3 separate regions of the Mus musculus genome follow, and regions 2 and 3 are each linked to region 1. Evidence: chromatin contacts called from public HiChIP or PLAC-seq and Micro-C data. All regions are on one chromosome and are shown on one strand. The core of a region is the stretch at or near the end of the contact, and the rest is flanking DNA. Distances in the headings are between cores, read along the strand shown. Region 1 holds the start of Cdc42bpb (CDC42 binding protein kinase beta). Region 2 holds the start of Mark3 (MAP/microtubule affinity regulating kinase 3). Region 3 has its middle 12 kb from the start of Gm40578.

Region 1 (4,834 bases), core at 1,018-3,517:
TGCTGGGCTTCAAAGTCACAATGTAGCTGAGGCTAACCTTCAATACTTAGCCTCCTGTCTCTGCCTCCCGAATGCCGGGATTACAGCTGGGTGCCATCACAGCTGGGTTGCTCTTAATTAAAAGCTTAGAGTAGGAACTAAGAGGATAATTTATTTGTAATCACAATTTCCAAGAGACAAAACACAATTTTAAAACTATGTCTACACGACAGCACGCAGCTTCTGTTTAGATTTGGAAAGGTCAAATATTACAAAATCTGCCCTCCCTCTCCTCAAGCAGAGCAGAGCGACGTATCTATCCCTCGCGCAGGGCACCCAGCTGAACCTGACTGCGGAACTGCCTCGATCGCAAGATCCAGTGCTAAGAATGGCAAACCCAATGTTGAGAAGTCTCAGATTGCAGCGTGCACTAAAGACCTCACTTTCAAAGCAACTCTGTGAAATCAGTTCACTATCCAACTGGAAATCGTGTCACTGCTAAGTCTCCGGAGAGCCAGTGCTCTCAAGGAAGGGCTCAGTCCTCTGTGTGACCAAGAGCAGAGAGAGGCCCCTCACAACAAAGCCCCCACACCTCCCCTAGCTGCTCTCAAGCAGCTGCAGCAACATCTCACGGAATAGCAACCAGGCAGAAGCCCTCTAAAACTGAGGGACAATGAAGTTCTACACACAGCTCTAGATTTCGGTTAGAGGAGGAGGCCTGCATGTGGAACACATTTGTTTCCTCCTGTAAATATCAACCTTATCTGTCCGGAAGATTAGAAATGACTGGTTCAAACTGCACAGTCTTAGCCCAATGACGAAAGCAACCAAGGACAAGATTTACAGAGCTGGACCTGAACCTAAATCACACTTCCTCCTCCTTAGTCCTTGTGAGGGAACTGAGGGTCTTAAGGGGAAATTACTGTCCGGGTTGGTTGAAACCTTACACTGTAGCCTGTCTTGAGAACTGTCAATGAATGACTTAATCAAGCATTCGTCCTAATAAAGCACAATAGATCATCCGATCTATGATTACTGCATTAGATCCCTAGATGAACCGAATACCCAAGATCAGATGTATAAGTTTTTAAGTGACAGTTCTAGCTGTCACACACACCCCGAAATATCACCAGTCTGACACGGTTACAATTAGGGAGTCGGGGGTTGGGGGTGTTGGGGGAGGGTTCTTGTATTTTATATAAAACCTTTAACAGTTAAAAACTGCTCGGACGTGCTAAAAGAAAGGGATATTCAAGCCGTGGACATCAAGGGGAGGTGGACAGGCTGTCACCTGGGTGGAGTCCTAGGGGCTGGGCTGTGGAACGAAGCCTTCGGAAGGCCCACCGAGCAGGGGCGGGTGGTGAGGAGGTGCAAAAGGCACAGAGGCTGCCCTCCCACCCGGTAGAGTCTAGGGCTAGGAGGGGTAGCTCCAGGCTCGACTCTGGACCCCAAAGGCTAGTCCGGGGCGGGGGCAGGGCGGATATCCCAGGGAGCGCTGCAGGAAATGATATCCAGACTGGGAGGGTGGGTCTAGGAAGCGGCCAGGGCGATGGCCGGGAGTGGGGGGAGTGCAAACGGAGGATGTGGCTCCGGAGCGCAGAACCAGGGAGGCCCGGCGCGGGTGCGAGCAGTGAGAGGCGCAGGGGGGCGAGCGGCACCTTACTCACCCCACTCGAGGAACTCCGCCACATACTTGTCGCGGCGCAGCGCCGAGTGGCTGCACTCGGTGTAAAGGCACACCAGCACGTCCAGCAGCGTCTCCACGCTCAGGGCGCTATCGTTGCGCCACGGCCCGTCCAGGAGCAGCTGCTCCAGCTTCTTGAGCCGCACCTTGGCCGACATGGTGCCGCGCGGCCCGCTCCCCACGCGCCGGCCTCTCTCCGTCCGTGCGCCCCGGCGTCAGAGCCAGCACTCCCCGGCCCGGCGGCCGCGCACCCCGGCGTCCAGTAGCCGCACAGTCCTTGTCGTCGCAGCCCGGCCTAGGCCGACATCTTGGGCTCCGTCCCGGCGGCACCGAGTCTGGGGCACCGGGCCCCGCGGGTCCATGGGCCGGTCTCCTCCCCTAGGCGCCGCCCGCACGCCGTCCCCGCCCTCGGCGCCTGGCCGCGCCCTCGCGCGCGCCGTCACCGACCCGGACCGCGGCGGAGCCCAGCACCGCGTACACCCGGCCGGCGCCCGAGCCCCGACCTCAGCCCGGCCAGCCGCCCAGCCCGCGACCTGCAAGCCAACCAGGGCGCGGCCAGCGCGGCGCAGCCAACCACCGCGGGGCCGATCGCCGCCGCGCTGACCTCAGCGCGACGCCCCGCCCTCGGCCCGCGGCGATCCTCCGCTCTTTGGGCCTCGCGGTTCGCCGTAGGGACGGTGTGGGGCGGGGTACCCAGTGCGAAACCGAGATTGCGGGTGGCGCACGCGCACAGGAGCGCGGGCGGGGCGCCCAGCCGCGCTGTGTGCGCCCTGGGTCCCATAGTTCGGCTCTGTTCCCGATCCTCGGGACCGACCCTCGTGGCCTAGCGAGGCAGCTGTCCGGCGCGACCCCCGGGTCATTACTGCTGGGTTTCGGTTGAGCTCGTCTGAGCTGTGAACCGACAGTGCTCTGGGTCCCAGTGCGCACGGGAGACGCGGGCGGGGCACCTGCCGGGAGGCTCCGGGGTCCGCTGGACGCGCGCTCCCCACTGGGCACGCGCCGCTGGGGATGCGCAGTGCCCTGTCTCATCGGTTCAGAGTCTACCCCGTGACTGATTATTAGGGTGTCGACCTGGTGGGGAGTAGACTGTTGTCTCCAGGCGAGTCGCCGCTTTCACTCAGTTGGACGGCTCAGAAGGTTGATGTAAAACATCCCTTATGACATCCCCAACCTCCGCAGAGGAGGAGCCCTTTGTGGACCCCAAGGTTGCTTCAAAAGAATGGGGGCTTGTGGTGCAGCAGAGGCGGGGCAGGTGGGGTTTGGAAGCCGGAAGCTGAGAGGAGCCTGAGGCAAAGCGCAGGGTGGAAAGCCGAATGGCGACTCCAGCAGGAAGCGACTGAAGAGTCCCTGCCTGCTGGGAATGATGTATGACTTGGTTGGGGTTACGAAGCACACACATAAGCCTCCAAACTGCCCTCAAAATTCACGCGCGTCAGTATGTGTGTGTATCTAACTTAGTTTTTAAGACGCAGGCAAAATAGCCCGGTATTGTAGGTTGGATAGAGCGAACCCTTGTCAGATCTTTATTATTGTGAAGGAATCTATACACATATAAAGTATATTCACGAGTTACTGCATGTGTGTGATGCCCAGTTGTTTAAACTTAAAAATTAAAGCCCAAGAGAATCATCCTACCCAAAACTAAAGTCTGAGCAGCCAACTGCATTTTTTTTTCCTTGACAGCCCTCTTGCTTTTTCTTTGTCCCGTAAGCTTGCCCACGAGAGTGTCTTCTTTGGCTGGCCCTGTCACACTTCCAGCCACTCCCAACGGACAACTCTGAGTCCCTTCTCTGATTGCATGCTGCTGGACTATTTAATCCCTCCAAATTAGGACTTTGCCCTTGCACCCCGGTACCAGTCTGAGGTGCCCAACCCAACTGCCTTCAGTGCGTCTGCTCATCCCAGATCTGTTTCCGCACTGCCTTTTAGGACGCCGTCCACCCCTGGGACAGATCAGACCCAGGTGTACTCTGTAAGCTTCCTTTGAACTTGAAACAGTGAGTATACTTGCGTGGTGGCACATGCCTTTAATCTCAGCACTCGGGAGGCAGAGGCAGGCGGATCTCTGAGTTCGAGGCCAGCCTGGTTTACAAAGTGAGTTCCAGGACAGCCAAGGCTATACAGAGAAAACCCTGTCTCTGAGAAAGAAAGAAAGAAAGAAAGAAAGAAAGAAAGAAAGAAAGAAAGAAAGAAAGAAAGAAAGAAAGCTTTCTGTAGTCAATTTCCTCTTGTGCATTTTAGTCAGTTTGGGAAAGGATTTGAGTTGCCACCCGGGAAGCCCTTTGCTCACTTGCCCTGTTCATAACTACTTTTACTTTGGTGCCTGCTTTTGGAGCATGAGGGCTAATATTTTAGAAAACAGAAAGTCTGTGACCAACAAGTTGAAGGGTGAGAGGCTTGGGTGCTGGCTCTTGCCTGAGGAAGCCTAGCTATGTATCTTCTATGTATGGCATCCATGAGAGCCCACCATGTCCTTACAGTAAACAGCTTTTAGATCAACACGCCAACCCTACTCCAAGCTAGCCTATCCCAACACCTCAAAATGTTCACAACACAGTCACTTCAAGCCACAAGCAAAGACTTGGTCCAGAGTTGGGGACAGGTTGATAATCTACCTAGGCAGTCTGGAGGGATTAGCCCTCAGATCCTGAGAATTCCACATCTGCATAGATGATGTCTAAACAAATGAGGGTGGCTCTGTGCCAGTGCAACTTTATTTACAGAAGCCAGGGGTTTATAGGGCTGCAGTTTGCCAACTCTTGCTTCACAGCAGAAGCCGTGATGGTGGGATTTCAGACTTAACAGCCTCAACCCCTGTTGGAGAAAGAGAGGTCTGACTAGGGGAAACAAAGTTTCCATTTCTCTTTAAATCAGTGTGAGAACGAAACTTGCAGTCTGAGCCTGAAAGTATCCTTTCAAATCACTAAGAACAACAGGCGATAATCCCAAAGAGAAAGGAACAAATATTCGGGACAATAAACTATGCAGAAAGAAAACACAAAGGATTAATAGACACAAGAGAATTTACTTGATCTAACTGATGTTTAAAAAACATCCAAATTTATGCTTCCAGGCAAGATGGAATGGGCCGTGATAGTTCACACCTTAATTCCAACACTCAGTAGACTATGGCAAGAAGGTGGCTGGGAGTTCTAGGCTAGCTTGGGCTAC
Region 2 (4,834 bases), core at 609-3,108, 200 kb after region 1:
TCTGTAAAGCTCCTGCCGGAGAGAGGCTGACAACCTTCTGGGAAGTTTCCCCAATTCTTCAGGAGCCAGTGCTGAAGCACCAGAATTCCTCAGGGTGGAGGGGAGAACTTGTTTCGGGCCATGTCTAACTCTCCCTGGCTCCTGCCTCTCACATGCTCCTGTTGAATTTCCTTGGATTCACCCTGTTGTTTCTCACCTCCGTGCTTTTCTGTATTAGGCTAAACTGGGTGTCTGACAGGCCCTAGGCATCACTCTGTCTCTTCAGCTATCATTCCATCTTCAGAGTAAGTATGCCTTCTGTAAGTCTCCCCTTAGACCCACGAGTGGGATAGGATGCCCTCGGTTGGTCTCTTAGCTGTGGAGCACGTGTCCACTCATCACAACCTACATTTCAGTTGAACTGTGTGGAGCAAACATTTGATTCAGAGGCTTTCCTCTGCAGTCCTCTGCTTAACCAAAAAGGGAGAAAGAGAATAACATTTAATAACCCATCTGGTGCCCCGAGCACACCCCTAAGAGGGTGAGATAGGAGCTCTGAGTGCGTCTTGGCCCCGGCTTGTTTTGTCTTGGGACCCTCTGGCCTCTCTGGATGTGATGCTGGTGTTTGAAGATCTGTTGTTTCACAAAGCAGGATACACCAGGATATCGGGGTGTTGGGGGGGCAGAACCAAAGCAAGCAAACAAAACATAAGAAGGAAAGAAAGCAAAGTTTAGTCACTCACAAGTTTAGCCATTTCTAAAGCTGTAGGAATGGGGTTCAGATCCTTCTATAACCAACACCACCGATGGCCTGGGTAAAGTAACCAACTTACCCAGACTTTAGGTCACGTGCTGTGCCTGAGCATCTTATGCGGCTACACTGAGGCTTAATGAATAACCGGCACAAGGTGGACTATTAGTAACAGTTTGTCTTACCCCGGCTCACATAGCCCTCCCTCCTCTACCAATGGATTCTCTCCTTAGAAGACATAAAGAGGTGACACGCTGAGCAGGCCTTCTAGAAGAGGCAGCATATTCAGAGTTCCACCTGCAGGTCACTCCCTGGTCCAAGCCTGTAGCAATATCGCTCTTCAGAAGACTGAAGTAAGAGAGGGAGAGGCGAGAGAGGAGGAAGGAGAAAGGGACAGAGGGGAAAAGTGAGGGATAGAGGGAGTGAGAGAACGAAAGGGAGAGGAAGAGACAGAGAAATATTGATTATATAAGCCCCTACCGGCATTTAGGATCTGATCCTGGGGGCGTCTACGTGATCTCATCGAGTCCCTCTTCCCAGCTTTTTGTGCTACCTTGTTATTTTATACTTCACTCTTTCATCCGAATGGGTATTCAATTGAGCCGGCTCCGATAACCAGTGGCTCCTTAGTCAGAGGCAAAAAAGTTCTTTGGCTGGATGCTAGATGCCTCGGTTACGAAGCAGGAGCCTGGCTCCTTCCTCTTCAGCTAGACCAGTGACTGCTGCTTCGCTGCTGGAGCTCCATCCTTTGCAGCGTGGCCGCGGGAAAGAAAAGTCAATTTTTGCAAACAGTAGGCTCTTCATGTGTAGTATAATCCAGACAGCCTAGATCTGTACTCTGCAAATGCCAGCCCAGCAGTCGGGCACAGGATGCCCTCTAGGGAAGTGGTCCGGAGGGGTCAGGGATGCCCAGGCAATCTGGACCATTGGAACTCTCCGCCCGCTAGAGAGGAGACCAAGCAAGACCTTTCCGACGGCACCACCCCCTCAGACCCAACAGGACGAGTCGCCCCTAGCAACAGCAGCCGGCAGCTAGCTCCGACCGCGCTGATTGGCGGAACTCCAGGCGGCCGTAGCGTCACTTCCGGCAGCCGGAGGCAGCGGAGGAAGCCGAGGCGCGGCCATCTTGAGTCTGTAAGGCTCCTGAGGTGCCGGGAGCGGCGGTGGCAGCCGGCAGGGCGAGGCCGGGCGGAAAGCGAGCCGGAGAAGGGAAAGCAGCCGGGCGTGGGCGCCTCCTCCGCGGCTCCCTCCATGGTCGGCGCCTGCAGGCCGCGGCGGCCTGTCTTGCGCTCCATCTCCGCTCCATCCTCCTGCGCTGCTGCCTCTTCAGGGGCTGCCGGCCGCGCCGTGTCGAGCCCCCGGGGCTGAGCTCCGCGGCGCTGCGGCTGCGAGCGGCGAGGAGGCGCGGGGCCCGCGAGGCCCGTGAGGTGCCCTGAGGCTTGCGGCGGCGGCCAGCCGGCCCGCTTCCAGTGCGGCCGCCGGCGCTGGGGGAGAATGAGCCCCGGGGCCCGCGGGCGCACGGCCCGGGCCAGGCCGGAGATCTAGACTCCGGCCAGGGAGGGCAGGGCCCGGAGGCTCGCGGCCGCTGCTCGCCGGCCGCCCAAAGCTGGGCGGTTTTGTTTTCGCCTTGGCGTTGTGCGGAATCAAAGCGCAATAAGATGTCCACTAGGACCCCTTTGCCAACGGTGAATGAACGAGACACTGAAAACGTGAGTGGACTGCGCTGCAGGGTGGCAGACCCTCAGGGTGGTAGCAGGGGGATCCAGCCCAGATGCTCCAGGCAGGGGTCAAGGCGCAGCCCTGTCCTGCGGCGCGCGTGCGGCCTGCGCGCTGTCCTTACGGTCGGCTGAGCATTACCCGTCCGTGCGCTGCTGCGGCCAGTGCGCGGTTGAACACAACTCTCCTCTTAACGTCGGGCAGGGTCTGAGCCTGCCAGTCAGACCTAGGTGCAGATTAATAGGATCCAATCGGGTCGAGCGGAGCGCCCTTTAAAAGGGGACTAAGTTTAATGACAACTGCCAAAACTAAGTGCCCCGTGGAGAGATCCTTGTGGGCCCCCGTAGTTCCCGCACTCACAAGAGTAGTTCTCTGCTCCAGAGCCGCTGCCTTTATCAAGGAGTAGCTTCCCGTCCTTGGCAAAGCTAAATCTGTTCGGAAGCAGCGGGCTGAGTGTTTTGAGAAGCAGATGTGAAGCTCTGCTCTGTTCTGCTGCCCGGCCGAGGGACACCCACTGGGTTGCCTTTTCCTTCCGCTGCAAAAGGTTGGCTTGGAGTAGCTCTCAGGCCCGGTCCAGTGTGCACACCCAGCAAATCTATGTAAAAGGATTTTGTTGGAAAGGACCTGCAGAACCAAACCAAACCACAGCCTGGAGCAGCATTGCTAGGGAGTGACAAACGTGTAGTAGAAGTTCTACTGAAGAAATGTTTGACCTGCCCAAGTGTTTTTTGAACTCTTCTTCCGCATCGGATTCCAAAGTGTTCCAGCCTAGCTTTGTCCTCTGTAAAGCATTTAGTAAATAACTTGTAAAGAAACTTCACTGGCCTTTCATTATGCGGAGCTATGAGGTAACTGCTGGCAAGAAAATGCAGTCTCTTTGGAAAAGCTTTCATGCTTCGGGTGTTTTCATGCTTTGAAAACCATCCTTAGACATGGTGACCTAGTGGTATCAAATGCCTTCATTTTAATCTTCAAAATGACACTTGTGCTTGATAGCTATTAGGTAATTTAATCTATTTGGTCTAAGTCATCTCTGTGGTGTGTTACTATACAGTTGTATATGTTCTTCCCCCTGAGATAGATAGAAGATTTCCTAACTGGGAGAGCTTAGACTAGACCTTTTCCCTCCTCTTCCTTCCTCACCCTTCTCCCCTTCTTTCTCTTTTTTTTCTCTTCCTCACTTCTTTGTTCCACAGTTCTTGCTGTGTTGCTTGGGCTGTCTAAGGGAGCCTCTGCCTCAGTTTCCCCACAGCAGAGGATACAGACACATCCACCTGAGACCTTTCCTCTTTATGTTCTTTTGAAGAAACTTATCTTTGACCTGATTGATCATCATATTCTTTGGCTACCCTAAAAAATGAAGCAAGTAAATCAGTTGATTGGCTTTGATCATTGAAATCAAAACTTTAGGTAGAACTAGAACTTATGCTTTCTAAATTGAAGAAACAGGTTTATGATAATGAAAGACACCATTTTAGTCTTCTTTAAATTTCTATACTATCATCTGTCTGTCTATCTAATCTGCCATGTCTGTCTGTCTGTCTGTCTGTCTATCTATCTATCTATCTATCTATCTATCTATCTATCTATCTATCTATCTATCTAATCTGCCATGTCACTGTGTAGCTCTGGCTATCCTGGAATTCTCTATGTAGACTAGTGACCTGCCTGCCTCTGCCTCTGAAGTGCTGGGGTTTAAAGGCATGCTCCACCCTGCCTGGCTTTAACAGTATATTTCATGGGGGTGGGAGGACTCAAGGAGAAGTAGTCTATTTTTAGTCTGGAATGCATGGTTTTAGGTAGTTATTTGTGATTATTTTAGACTGAAGTGGCTCATTCTTCCCATGTTCTTTGTCAATTTGTTAAGTTGTTTTGTGATTTTGTATGTGGTAGAATTGCTACCTTTGTTTTTAAAAACAACCTAAGGGCTAGAAATGTGCCTCAGTGATAGAGAGAAAACTTTAGGATGTGAAGGATGCCTTATTCTTTTTCTTTTTCCTTTTCTCTTCTTTTCTCTTCCTTCCTTCCTTTCCTTTCTTCTTTCTTTTTTTGGTTTTTCCAGGCAGGGTTTCTCTATATAGTCCTGGCTGTCCTGGAACTCACTTTGTAGACCAGGCTGGCCTCGAACTCAGAAATCCATCTGCCTCTGCCTCCCAAGTGCTGGGATTAAAGGCGTGTGTCACCACCGCCCGGCATATGCTTTTTGTTTTTGTTTTGTTTTTTTGGTTTTTTTGGGTTTGGTTTTTTGAGACAGGATTTCTCTATATAGCCTTGGCTGTCCTGGAACTCACTTTGTAGACCAGGCTGGCCTCGAACTCAGAAATCCACCTGCCTCTGCCTCCCGAGTGCTGGGATTAAAGGTATGCGCCACCACGTCCCGCGCTTTTT
Region 3 (4,834 bases), core at 1,288-3,787, 140 kb after region 1:
TCTGCCTGCCTCTGCCTCCTGAGTACTGGGATTAAAGGCGTGTGCCACCACGCCCGGCTTACCGTGGCCTTTTTCTCTATATCCTCTGGCGATGGCAATGCTTAGAACATGCCACTCTGAGAGGTCAATAACAGCATTACAGAGAGGGCAAATACCAAGCCTCATATGGGTGTGCATAACTAAAAACCCGGCACTTGGGAGGTAGAGGAAGGGCAGTCAAGAGTTCAAGGCCAGCTTGGGCAACATAGTTTAGCAACCACAGCAACCACGTGCCGGGAAGCCAAGAGCTGTCTTTGGAGCTCAGTGGTAGATGCTTGCCTCGGGCTGAGGCTGGAACAAACAAGGGATAATGCTGCCTGTAATGCCTGCTGTAATCTGAGCTCTCAGGAGCAAAAGCAGAAGAAGCATCCGGAGTTGAAGGACAACCTGGGCTTCATAGAGAGACCTTGTCTTAGCGCCTGAGAAAAAGTGGGCTGGGGCTGTAACTCAGGTGATAGTGCTCAGCAAGCATGTGTGCGTCCCTGGGTTGGGTCGTATAGACTAGGTTTGTCTGCACACTGTAATCCCGATATTAGAGAGGGTGACAGGAAGGTCAGGAAGTTGAAGGTCACCCTCAGCTACATAGTGAATTTGAGGCCAGCCTGGGCTACATGAGACTCTACCTCAAAAACAAAAAATAAATAAATAAACAATATAACTCACCAAAAAGTAAAATTAAAAAGCAGATATCAAAAGCCTAAATTTGGGCTGGTGAGATGGCTCAGCAGGTAAGAGCACCCGACTGCTCTTCCAAAGGTCCTGAGTTCAAATCCCAGCAACCACATGGTGGCTCACAACCATCCGTAATGAGATCTGACTCCCTCTTCTGGTATGTCTGAAGACAGCTACAGTGTACTTACATATAATAAATAAATAAATCTTAAAAAAAAAAAAAAGCCTAAATTTAGCCGGGCGTGGTGGCGCACGCCTTTAATCCCAACACTCAGGAGGCAGAGGCAGGTGGAGCTCTGAGTTCAAGGCCAGCCTGGGCTCCAGGGCGAGTTCTAGGATGGCCAGAATGACACAGAGAAACCCTGTCTTGAAAATACAAAAAAAAAAAAAAAAAAAAAAAAAAGAAAAAAAAAAAAGAAAGAAAGAAAGAAAGGAAGGAAGAAAGAGGCTAAGCTTGTGACCCAATCCTTCTCCAGGCCTACCCCTGCCACCGAACACACCCCTGACAACCCTCCTCAAACATTACCCACTGACTGCTGCTGGGGCTATGAACTTCTTTGAGGAACAGCTGACCCAAATTCCCGACTTGACAGAGGACATCTCCCGGGCAGTTGGGGAAGTGTGGGGATGAATTTAAATGTTACTCTCTGAAGCAGTAAGGCTGGATAGCAAGGTCAGGCTGCTTTTCCCAAGGGCGGGGGGTTGGGTGAGGAGATCGGTGCCAACATTCTCCAAAGGCCACAGCCCCAAGCTGGCAGTACCCAGTCAGCTCATGGCCTCTCCTTCAAGCTCCAGGCCATCTGCAGAAGGATGTATGCTTTAAACCTTAATTATCCTGCATTTTATACAGTCCCCGTGACCTGATTTTTTTTCTATCCTCAGAGACCTGCAAGGTAGAAGGAGAATTTTCTGTTTTAATCATAACACTCATCAAATGAGGGCATGACCCTTAAGCAAAAGACAGACACATCAGGAAGTAGGAAGGAGGCTGTGACAGACATAACAGCCAAGGTCACTGTCCCCTTGGCCTTTCATCTACCACCGCAGAAACGGGAACACAGACAGGCCCAGGCCAGTCAAATCTAAGGGTGTGTGTTGGCATGAGTTTCACCTCCCTCCTCTCGAGTTCCAGGGAATGTAAATGGTCCAGGAAATCCACACTTCCCACAGCCAGTGACCTAGTGTGGCAAGAATACTAAGGCTGGCAGCCGTGAGGAGTCACGATGGTCAATCCTGTTCCCATAATTTATTGGTGGCCTGGTTGAGGCCGCTTGACCTCCTGAGGATACTGCCAACCTTTTATCCTTCTTTGGAAGCTGACCTAGTCTCCCTCCCTAGGGAAAGCAGACCTTGACCTGCAGGCATAGTCTGGGTTCAACCACCCACCCCACTGAACAAGCCTGGCAGAGTAGCTGATGTCTCCAAGTGTGTGCAAAGCCAAGTACCCAGCCCACACAGGGCAGGACTAGTCTAAAGGACATGGAGCATGGACTGTGTTCCACACTGTACTGGCTGCAGTGGAATGCTAGGACCAGGCGACTAAGCAGAGCAGGCAGGGTGAGGGGAGATACTAGCAACCCACAAATAACAATAGGAAAGAGGGCGACCGGAGAAAGGAACCGAGCAAGAAAGCTCAGCCTCGGAAAACACAGCAGGAAATTCAGAATGCAATAAATAAAGGGCCGACTGGGCACAGCAAGGCACACATCAGCAGATGGGAGGATCGCAGGGAGGAAGCCTCCTAGGAACAGGAGGACTAAGACAGGAAGAGGAGGAGGAGGAGGAGGAGGACTACGAAGACAGAAACTGAAACTGAAAGTGCCAGATGCAAGAGATGGAGAGAGAAGGGCAGCGCCAACCAGACATGGTGACCCAGGTTGTCCTCAGAGGGGCATGGTGTGATAGAGGAGCTTGAGGCCAGCTTGACCTACATGTGGCCCCATCTCACAAGAAGACATAGGGAGTGCTAGGAAAGGTGGTAGGGAAGGCACACAAGCCCCAGGCAGCCATGATGGCGTGCACCTCTCATCCTGGCTGGCATTTGGGAGACACTGCTTTGAATAGAGGCTTTCTCTCAATCCTTTTGGGTTTTTAGATGTGTGTGTGTGTGTGTGTGTGTGTGTGTGTGTGTGTGTGTGTGTGTGTGTGTGTGTGTGTGTGATATGTGAAAATTCCCTCCAAAGCCAGAAGAGGGCAGTGCATCCTTTGGAGCTGGAGTTAAGAGGCAGCTGGGAGCCTAATATGGGTGCTAAGAACTGGACTTGGGTCCTCTGGAAGAGCAGCAAGTGCTTAACCACTGAGCCACTGCTCCAAGCGTCTACCAATCACTAAGGTAAAGATTTTATGTTGTAATATTTGTTGTTGTTGTTGTTTATTTTTGGTTTGGTTTGGTTTGTTTTGTTTTGAGACAAGATCTCACAAAGTAGACCAGGCTGGCCTCCCATGTGCTGGGATAAAAGTTGTAAGCCACCACAGCCAGCATTGAAAAAAAAAAAAAAAAAAAAAAAAAAGAAAAAAAAATTTAAAGCCATCCAAATGAGTTTACACTAAGGCCAGCCTAGGTTAGGTAAGACCTGATCTTGAAATAAACAAATAAATGAATGAATGAATGAATGAATGAAGTTGACTTATATAATATGACTGGAGTCCAACAATGGCTCTCTGTGCTCTGGAGAGGCGGAGGACCCAGAACCTTCTTAACCTGGGAAGTTGGGAGCCTCAGAGCTCCCACAGAGGTGCTTAAAGCCTAGAGAATTTAGTCCCTGGAGAGCGGCTGGTTTTGAGTCCACTTTGGACCACTGAAGAAGCTGGAGTCTGGAGTCAGCAGGTGTCGGTCACTCCAGCCAATCAGGAAGCAGCAAAGGGAGGTACCCTCAGCACTGCTTCTCCTTAGAACTCATTATCTGGGCCACTGGCTGGAAGATGCCACCCATATTCGTTATGGGACTGTCCTCGGTCACTGTCCTTCAGGGTACTCCTCTCTGGAATCAGTCCCCCTCAGACATACAGGGGAGTTTCACTAATGCTAGGTGCCTGTTAGCTCAGCCAAGCTGACAGACTAACCATCATACCCACAAACTAAACTGAAGAAATAGAAAAACCCTGACCAAGGCCAAAAAGAGAAACATCTAGGTGTTACTGAGAAGCTGAGGCAATGAGGGAAAAGGAAGGCTGTGGTAGGCGTCTCTCTTGCTCTACATGGGTTATCCCACGGGTGTTAAACACCAGAAGACCAGGAAGAACGACAGAAAAGAGTTGGACATGATGGTTCACATCTGCAATCCCAGAACTCAGGAGACAGAGACAGATGGATGTCTGAATTCAAGGCCAGCCAGGGCTATGTTAGCCTCAAAACAAACAAAAAAGAAGCCCACTGTGGTAATACAGGCCTTTAATCCCAGCATCCCAAGAAGCAGAGGCAGGTGAATCTCTGTGAGTTGCTGGTCAGTCTGATCTACACAGAGCTCTAGAACAGCCAGGGCTATGTAGGGAGACCCTGTCTCAAAAACAAAACAAACCAAATTAAAAAAAATATATAGAAAAGGTGGAACAAACTGCTCTAACAGTTAATGTGGTAGAGAAGTGGAAATATTTCAATAATTGCAGTAGTAGACTAAGCCACAGACAGACGCAGACACACTGAGTGTTTTAACCTCCCGCTGCAGTAACACTACTGGCCACAGACACACATGAAGAACACTAAAGGATGCGTACGGGGGAGTGAACAGTTCTGAGTCAGCAAGAAGCAGGTGCTAAGCAGAGGAGGAAGTGACAGCTCAAGGAGACCTTGGCAGAGTTTGATTAGGGACAGATGCAACTCACCCAAGATGATGCAGTCATTTAAAATCAGTATGTGCCCAGGGTTACAGCCTCACAGATACACGAATATCAAGAGGCCCCAAGGACGCAGCCATCACTTAGTGGGAAGTTGTTGGTTTTGTTATTTGTTTTCTGATCCTGGTCTTGTTATACAATTCTGGCTTGGAAGTCATCATGTGGCCACAGAATGGCTTTGAACTTCAAGAAATCTTCCTGCCTCATCCTCTGGAATGTGAGAATTATGGGTGTGAGCCACTCACTCTACCTGGCTTAGATTCCAACATGTCATACTACAGTGGCTTCG

The links. A called contact is a pair of places that touch in the nucleus more often than the background predicts. HiChIP or PLAC-seq counts read pairs in DNA pulled down with a chosen protein or histone mark.
Region 2: a Micro-C map of embryonic stem cells shows a contact between it and region 1, with 5 times the contacts expected there. The contact joins the promoter of Mark3 here to the promoter of Cdc42bpb in region 1. A contact is called at or near these places in 3 of 484 Hi-C or Micro-C datasets (embryonic stem cells, muscle stem cells and uterus), 5 of 115 datasets of contacts at active chromatin or transcription factors (embryonic stem cells, extraembryonic endoderm stem cells, pancreatic cancer cells and 1 more) and 3 of 9 other capture datasets (adipose tissue, liver and pancreatic islet).
Region 3: a contact with region 1 is called in an H3K4me3 HiChIP or PLAC-seq map of bone marrow-derived macrophages, with 2.8 times the contacts expected there. The contact joins the enhancer-like site here to the promoter of Cdc42bpb in region 1. A contact is called at or near these places in 1 of 39 promoter capture datasets (hematopoietic stem and progenitor cells), 2 of 484 Hi-C or Micro-C datasets (bone marrow-derived macrophages and forebrain), 8 of 115 datasets of contacts at active chromatin or transcription factors (bone marrow-derived macrophages, embryonic stem cells, forebrain and 1 more) and 1 of 9 other capture datasets (adipose tissue).

What each region holds. Positions count from the first base shown.
Region 1 is chr12:111,375,451-111,380,284 of GRCm38.p6, forward strand. Cdc42bpb (CDC42 binding protein kinase beta) reads right to left here and starts at 2,268. Exons shown (of 37, transcript NM_183016.2): 1 at 1,647-2,268. The coding sequence starts at 1,821.
Region 2 is chr12:111,572,663-111,577,496 of GRCm38.p6, forward strand. Mark3 (MAP/microtubule affinity regulating kinase 3) reads left to right here and starts at 1,859. Exons shown (of 18, transcript NM_001370744.1): 1 at 1,859-2,439. The coding sequence starts at 2,389. 2810029C07Rik (RIKEN cDNA 2810029C07 gene) reads right to left here and starts at 1,740. Exons shown (of 2, transcript NR_045295.1): 1 at 1,211-1,740; 2 at 1-1,078.
Region 3 is chr12:111,512,539-111,517,372 of GRCm38.p6, forward strand. No RefSeq gene overlaps it. Among named protein-coding and RNA genes, the nearest start is that of Gm40578, 12 kb to the left of the region's middle. Within about 2 kb of position 2,538, at least 81 of the 459 cell types and tissues checked have an H3K27ac peak or open chromatin away from gene starts, as enhancers often do. A contact at or near this core is called in adipose tissue, bone marrow-derived macrophages and hematopoietic stem and progenitor cells, where this site is marked.